Linked DNA regions of Arachis hypogaea: region 1 is linked to region 2. A link is a contact called in public Hi-C data. All regions are on one chromosome and are shown on one strand. Each heading gives the region's core, a stretch centred on a gene start, on an enhancer-like site or on the middle of the called end of the contact. The rest is flanking DNA. Distances are from core to core; before and after follow the strand shown.

The links. Hi-C and Micro-C count contacts between places; a contact is called where the count stands out from the background.
Region 1: a Hi-C map of leaf shows a contact between it and region 2, with 4 times the contacts expected there. The contact joins the promoter of LOC112727286 here to the promoter of LOC140176698 in region 2. A contact is called at or near these places in 2 of 8 Hi-C or Micro-C datasets (both in leaf).

What each region holds. Positions count from the first base shown.
Region 1 is chr12:33,036,827-33,041,135 of arahy.Tifrunner.gnm2.J5K5, forward strand. LOC112727286 reads left to right here and starts at 1,971. Exons shown (of 5, transcript XM_025776968.2): 1 at 1,971-2,371; 2 at 3,087-3,326; 3 at 3,514-3,589. The coding sequence starts at 3,213.
Region 2 is chr12:32,430,232-32,434,569 of arahy.Tifrunner.gnm2.J5K5, forward strand. LOC140176698 reads right to left here and starts at 2,880. Exons shown (of 1, transcript XM_072208242.1): 1 at 2,017-2,880. The coding sequence starts at 2,880. The coding sequence ends at 2,017. It overlaps LOC112727282, which reads right to left. Exons shown (of 3, transcript XM_025776964.3): 3 at 3,939-4,326. The coding sequence ends at 4,139.

The DNA of each region.
Region 1 (4,309 bases), core at 721-3,220, 610 kb after region 2:
ATCGTTACCAACTGCGCACGTCATCGTCGTATGTATTGATAATATGATTAGAAAGAGGTAAAAGAGACGATAATAAAAGAGGGGTATTTATTTCGGTAATAATTTTTTAAAATATTTATTTCAATAATTATTATAATTAATTTATTTATTAAAAATAAAAAATTTCTATATTAATAAGTTTATATTTATCATATTTTTCAAATATTCAGAGAAAAAGAATAAAGACAATAATAACAGAAATCTAAAATATATTGTAACGAATAGAAAAATAAATCAGACGTTCGTTTTTTCCGTTTTCTCTTGCTTCATGCATCTGTTCACAGCACTATAATTGCATAATTATTCATATTACTTCTTATTATATGTTTGTATTAGGATTAACTAACAAAATTCATTTAAAACCCCATTATACACTACTTCTCTATAAGCCAAACATTTTCGTTTTTTTCTTTTCATCTGCATCCCATGTTATGATTTTTTTTTCTAAATGTTCACTTTTAAATGTATCGTTAGTTTATTTTAAACATTTTTTATCTACTCAAAAGACAAAACAGATAATTATATTGGCTCAACCTATATGCACCTAACCAACTAATTAGAATGCTTTTTGTAATTACTTGAATACACTCACTATGCCAAAAAAAATTCAGTCCATCATCACAATCCGTTATTATTAATTGTTAATTAGTGTTAATCTACTTCATCTTCAACGAAAACCAACGCACTCCTCTACATGATAATTATTGTACACGTCCTGCACAATACTGCAACAATAAAAATGTTTTTTTACATATACCTGTCAAGATTTTACAATGACATCACATTTCTACATGTGTAGAAATCATGTATGCTTCTACACCAGATAATTCACTAGCAGAAGAATCAAATGACCAAACAGTGTACCTAATGTGAAAAATTTGATTAGATCGAAACTCTTAGGTGTTTGAGAATAAGTCTTAGAGAGTTATTCTTTCAAGCCATGAAACTCGCTAATGAATTCAGAAGGCATCAAATCTATTTTTATCTCGTATTCTCAGGGCTGGTAATGGGTAGAGTATGTTAAGGTTTGGACTCTACCTAACTTTATTTACGGGTTAATTTTTTTTTTAAAATTTGATCCAATTCTATCTGCGAATTGAGAATCTCTCAATCCTAACTCTAGCCGCATCCTAAAGTTTTAAACTCTATCTTACTTGTTATTTGTAGAAAAATAAAATTTTTTTAAACAAATATAAAACTCAACCATTCTAAATTTCATACATATTAATAAAATAGAAAATAAAAAATAAGTTTAAATTAAAATTAAAAACAATATAAAATTTTAAAAAACCTAATATAAAATTACAAATAATATAATTATCAACTAATTTAGTGGTTATTTCAAATTTTTATAAAAGAAAAATTGTGCTTTTAACATTCTTTTTTTTTCATTACATACATAATTTTTAGATATTGTGCGAATAAGATTCGATAGAGTATATCCTAAATTCGTACCTTATTCTATTCGCAGACAAACTCGCACTGCACTCTATTCTATCCACAACGAGTCGAATAAATAACCCTATTCGAATGAATTGGTCCGAATTAAATAACCGCAGATAGAATATATATTACAAGTAGTACTTATTCTCATGAGCTCAACCATCATCTCTCTTTTTGTAGAACTGTCATAAAGATTTTTTTTGAAAAAGCTCCATTTCTTGAGTATTGTGCGTTTTATACCACTTGGACAGGTATAATGCTTATTTTCATTTTTTATTAACTCTATATAAAAAAATTTGATTAATTATTGATAATCAAAAAATTAAAAATAAAATTAAAATTAAAATTTAATTCCAATGTTAAAAATAAAATTAAAAATTAAAAATAATTTTAAAATTTTTGATAAAATTTAAAAAATATATTTTTTTTTGGTAACTTAAAAAAAATTCTTTACCCTTAAAAAAATCAAAAGAAACCCTATATGATCTGAACCCGCCCCAACTACCCTTTGCTCTTGCTGCTGCTACTACTACCTTCCTCTTCTCCCCTTCCTTTCCCCCCCTCTGTTTTCCCACTCGGCCAGAGTCAGCGCCTCCGGCAATTGTAGCTACGTTTTCCACGTCTCCTCCTGCTCCGTTCAACTCCAGCGTCTCCGTTCTCACACTCACACAGTCACACTAGCCTCCAAGAGAGATCAGAGAAGAGAGAACTGGTTCGCCTCCTGCGTCCGGGCTCGTGCTTTTGAATCCGCCTCTGCCTCTGGTTCCTCCGCCCGCGGCTGCTTCGTTCGCCTCCTGCGTCCCCTTCTGTTTCCGCCGCTGCTTTTTGTCCTGCTCGGCTGCTCCGCTCGTGCTTCTGAGTCTGCTTCTCCTCAGCTGTCCTGTTTCTGGTTCGTTCTTTTTCTATTTTCTCTAATTAGTATATTTAGTTGCTTTCTAATAATGTGTTTGTGCAGATATATGGTTTTGAGTTTTTGGTGTTAATAGCTTAGAAGGTGAGAGCAGATGTAATAGGCAAATAGTTAGAGTTATGATAATTTGTCTTATGGTTCAAGGTGTGAAAACTGGAAGTGGCAAATAGAATTATGTCACTGTTAAGTGAGTGAGGGAGAGACAAAATTGGTGAACAGAATCAGTTCAGATGTCTTATGAAATTTTACGAAAATAGATACTGTATACCTAATTTGATATGCCTAGTGTTATCCTATTGATGGTTTTTGTTGTTTGATTTATTTTTGTTGTTGAGCTGCGTTTTTCTCTTTCTTTGAACTTGTATGACATGGTCGTTGGACTGCTACTGTGCTCTCTTAGAGCTTCTGCTAACCATAAAAAAAAGGCAAATAGGTTATGGTGTTGCTGGGTTTTGTTCTGTTTTGGTTATTTTGGTTATTTTGCATAGGTACTGCTCCTGAGTCCTGACCAAGTTTATTCTTGGATCCTAGCTCCACTGTTGTAGATATTTTTTCCTTTAAGTATATAAAAAAAGTATATAAAATGTTATTTTTATTTTATTATTGTATCAAACAAAAGGAAATGCTAATCTTGGTAGTTTATTATCTTTTTTGCATTAGTTATGTCTAACAATAATGACTCTGATTTCCGCAGGGAAACCAATTCCAGGAGCTTAGAGCTCCACAGTGAAATATACCACTGCCAGAGTGAATGCACCATTGTTAGCTCTGCTGTGGTGAAATTAGGTTTAAGTTGATTTAGGAGAAGTGAATTTTCGCCATGAGAGGAGGAAGGAAGAATTTGAAGAGAGCAACGGAGGAACGGCACATTACCCTTCAAGATGGTCAATCCATCATGCAGGTTGTCTCTCTCCGTGGCTCCAATCTCATTGAGGTACTTCTTCACAACTTCTACATCTTCGAAATCATCTTTTCATATCACTTTTGTTTTGATCCATGAACCTCGTAACATTCTTATCCATTCAAATCTTTTAAATGGATGGTTATCTTTTGATAGCTCACTTCATAGTTCATATTGTTCTTATTGGTGTTTCTACTATGATTATTTTCTTGTGTCGAAGGTCATGGATGCACACGGTGAGAAATCATTAGCGCTGTTTCCTGCTAAATTTCAGAAGAGCATGTGGATAAGACGAGGTTTGTTCTATGTAAGCAGTAAAGCAATACCCACTGTTCTAATTTAGAGACTATTGAACATGCCATCTCGTTTTGTCTTCTAAAAGTTGAAAAAATAAAGGAGTAATGCACAAAATTATCCTTGAAAGATCATATATGAGTGAATTTAGTTCCGGAAAGATTCAACGCCTCAATTTGATCCCAAAAAGACTCAACGCCTCAATTTGATCTCAAAAATACCAACCAACGTGAGTCAACTTGTAGTTGACACGTCACAGTTAAGTGTCATGTGGCACATTATGTTGGTATTTTCAGGACTAAATTGAGCTTTCAAGGATTGATTTGAGCATTAACACAAAAAATTTAGCATTTTGCTTTTGTTCTCTAGTAAGTAGTAATATTGTTTCTTTATCTTAGTAAACCAGTGGACGATGGTTCTCTATGTCCATTTGGGTATTGGGACAACTTTAATGCTAATATGTTATATGATCTGTTTTAAAGCAGTGTCAACTCTTGTTACCATCACAATTTGTTGAACGAATCCTACCCATCAGAATTGAAATTATTAATTCCGTTATCTATATTCTACTGCTACACTTGTAGTTGAAACATTTATTATGGCTATTTGAATAATCTATTCAGGGAACTCGCTGTGTTTTATGTAACTTTGACCCCTCAGCGAATGAATTTCGGTTCAGCATATATAGAAATTGGGCTGTTTCTTTTGAATTAATTTCTTTG
Region 2 (4,338 bases), core at 1,630-4,129:
GGATCTATGACAATAATGAAATGAGGAAAATTTATAGGTACAAAGTACATGCAACATGCAGCTACATACTCAACATTCATAACTTTTCAAATAGTTACAACCTTTGAATAAGTCACAACTCTATGAAGAGATGTAATTCTTTAAAATAGCTTTTCACATATTTTGAAATATATCTCACAATTCCCCTCCATTTTCAAAATTCTTTTTCAATCCTATCATTCTGAAAGTTTTATGCTTTCAGTAGAGGTATCTTGCGATTTGAACCCTTATCTAGTAACCAGTGGTATTCATTCATCCCAATTTAAAATGGTAGACAAAGTTTGAACCATTTAACTCATATGAACAAGCGTGCACTGATAACACATAAAATTTCGGTATCATTTAGATGTTATATTAAATATGACAAATTTAGTATACTACATGGCCTTGTGTCTTGTATCCTTTCGTGAGTGCTTTAAGAGCAAAATCTTAACTCCAAGAACCGGCCTCAGTTCACACTCATATAGGTAGACTCTATCAAAAGTATCCCATAATTAAATACTTTAGCAATAATATACTTGCTATAGGTCTATTAAGAGCAAAAACTCACCCTATTCCTTTATATATTATGGATCCAAGTACTTTTTACCTTGGGATGAAAGAAATAATTATGAGTACTTGCAATTATTCTAATAGTGTACTTTACCGCATTGAACTCAAGACTTGATGTTACTCAAGTGTGAGTTGGGTTTTCACCATTGGTAATTATTTAAAATACGGATTTTAGTCCCATCCTTTTTAATGTTTTAAACACCAAATCCCTTGTCAGTCCTTTCGTCAAAGGATCTGCAAGATTTTGTTCTGACCTTATAAATTTTATAGATATAACTCCATTGTCAATAAGATTTTTAACATAGCTATGTCTTACTCCAATGTGTCTAGATTTTTCGTTATAAACTTGGCTATAAGCCTTTGATAATGTTGCTTGGCTATCACAATATATAGAGATTGGTGCCATTAGTTTTGGCCAAATTAAAATTTCAAGTAATAAATATCTAAGTCATTCAGATTACTTGTTTACTGCTGCCAAAGCAACAAATTCTGCAGCCATGGTAGAGTCCGTTATGCAAGTTTATTTCTTGGATCCTCAAGAAACAGTATCCCCACCAAAGGTAAAGATCCAACCACTTGTTGATGCATGATCTTCTGTATAGCTTATCCAACTGGCATCTGTATATCCTTCTAAAATAGAAGGTTCACCACTATAAAACAAAGTATAATTTATTGTTCCTTTCAAATATTTTAATATTCTTCGGACAACATGTCAATGGTCTTTATTTGGATTGCTTGTATACTGACTTAAGCGACCTACAGCATATGCTATATCTGGTCTAGTACAAGTCATAGCATACATTAAGCATCCAATTATTTTTGTATACTCAATTTGTGAAATAGACGAATTTGTATTGGGTACTAATTTAATACTTAGATAAAAAGAAGTACTCACCGAATATCCTTCATTTAATAAAGGTTTCATGTTCAACTTCGGTTTTAAAAATCTTAAATTTATCCAAGACTTCGTCTTTAGAATGCATCAAATATATGTAATAATATCTACTAAAATCATCGATAAAAGTGACAAAATATTTCTTTCCATCTATAGTAGGCCAACCATGGAAATCACATACATGATACATCAGAATGTATTAATTATAATAATTTAGAATTTCTTTAATCTTGGTTAATATACAAGTTGTACATGCATATGAATTTTTAATTGATTTGGAAAAAGATCATATTTTATCATATCATTTAATTTATGAAAATTAACATGTCATAAACGATTATGCTATAAATCACAGGACTCAACAATATAAACAGAAACATTATTATTATTAATAGTATTTACAACATTTAATTTAAACATATTCTCACATAGATATCCTTTACCCACAAACACTCCACCCTTAGACAGAATAAATTTGTCTTCTTCAAATACAGGCTTAAACCTATACTTGTTAAGTAAAAGTACATAAACTAAATTTTTCTGATTTCGGGTACATAATATACATCAGTAAGAGTCGGTACTCTTCCAGAAGTGAATTCAAGTTTCACGGTTCTTTTGCCCATTACTTGAACAGTTGATGCATTTTTCATGTACAGAATAGCCCTATTTTCTTCTTTGAATGTCTTGAAAAAATTTCTATTCTTGCAAACATGTCGAGTTGCACCAGAGTCTATCCACCATGACCCAATGTCTTCAATCATGTTGATCTCAGAAATAACAGCAATAAGATTATCTTTTATTGCTATGTCATTCTTTTCTTTCTTCGTTTTTAAGAAATGACATTCTTTCTTAAAATGTCCTAGTTTTCTACAATGAAAATAATTTCCCTTCTTTTTATTCTTTCTGATATCACCATTGTTACCTTGAGATTTATTAAAATCTTGGTATCTTTTCTTGTTGGGCTGATTGGATTTTCCATCTTCCATTACGTGAAGATTAGGATGAGTATTTTGCTCTTTAGTATCATCTTGTTTACGATACTCTTCTTCAAGATGAAGGTGATTACTTAATTGCTCACGAGAAATATCATCCTTTCTATGTTTCATAGTTCTTTTGAATTCTTTCCATGATGGAGGGAGTTTGTCGACAATTGAAGATACAATAATGATATCATCCATGTGCATGTTATGTTGCTTGAAATTATTTAAAATACGCTCAATTTCATGTAGTTGTTCCATGACAGATCTACCATCAACCATTTTATAATTATTAAAGCGAGTGACAAGAAATTTCTTACTTGTTGTGTTTTCGGCCATATATTTTGCTTCTAATTTGTCCCATAATTCTTTTGGGCTCCCAACATTTTGGTAGACATCAAACAGTGCATCAGTCATGCCATTTAGTATGTGCCCAGTGCATATATAGTTATCGTTGTCCCATTTTTGTCTGGCTCAAGTTCCTGCAATGGCCTCCCCTTCAATTTCTGGAGGTCTTGGTATGGTAAGAACATATGCTACTTTTAGTGTTGTGAGAAGGAAGTGCATCTTCTTTTGCCATCGTATGAAATTTTTACCATAAAATCTTTTTAACTTGATAAAATTCGACGTCATCTCCATAATTGATGCGGTGGCCATTTTTGTTTTATTGGTGAACAATTAAGCCTAAAGATTGTGAGTTATGAGAAAAAGGGTTAGTGAATCAAATAGCGCAATTTTTCAAGGCGTGTGTTACACACACTTTTTTTTAGGCTTAATTTGCCCCATCAATGTACAATGGTGTTCAAAATGGGTTACTGGCGAATTTCCTGTAGGATACAATGAAGAATACTTGACTTATTTATGCACTCACACAGTCAAGCCTTACACTAAATAATAATTTACAGAATAATATTCTCTATTCTTTCTTTTGCGCATAAAGAAAGTGTTGAGATGGATCTATGACAATAATGAAATGAGAAAAATTTATAGGTACGTGCAACATGCAGCTACGTACTCAACATTCGTAACTTTTCAAATAGTTACAACCTTTCAATAGAGATAACTTTTCAAATAGTTACCACCTTTGAATAAGTCAGAACTCTATGAAGATATTTAACTCTTCAAAATAGCTTTTTACATATTTTGAAAATGGTGGAAACTCTGGTGCAGTCGACTTCACGTGAAGTTGATAATTGAGAACGGTTAGATAATTTGACTGATTTGACTAAATTTTCATCTAATGGCTCTCAGCTATCAACTACACGTGAAATCGACTGCACTTGAGTTTCTACCTTTAAAAATATATCTCACAATATATACATAGTTGAGGTTGTAAAGCTAAATGAGATAGTGAATAACATCAATTACGTAATAGATATTACACAAAATCTTATTAGTTATCAATAATTATCTTTCTGTTCAATAAGAATTCAGCAAACTATCATGTCATGGTTTTCAAAATGAAGCCCAAACAATAAGATGATATGTTGTTAAGTTTTTATTGAACAAAACACATTGTTTTATACACTATTAATGAATGCATAAGAAAATTAATTCATAAAACCCACAGCTACACTTCTAACATTTGCATATGCAATAATCAAACTAATGTCCAGTTTCACTCATATACCTTATACAGTAACAACATCACTATTCCACTTCATACCCATTTCAATTAGATAACATATTTGTTGTTTGTTTCTAAAGTACCATAATAACTAGATCCAACAGCTGAATCAGTAGTTGCTGACCAAAATTGTGCACTCTTCACTTTTGATATGCTTGTCAACACACTCAATGGAGTCAAATCCCCAACAACTGTCACCTTCTTTGAAGCAAAATCTATTTTAAAGGAACTAACTCCTGCCAAAATTA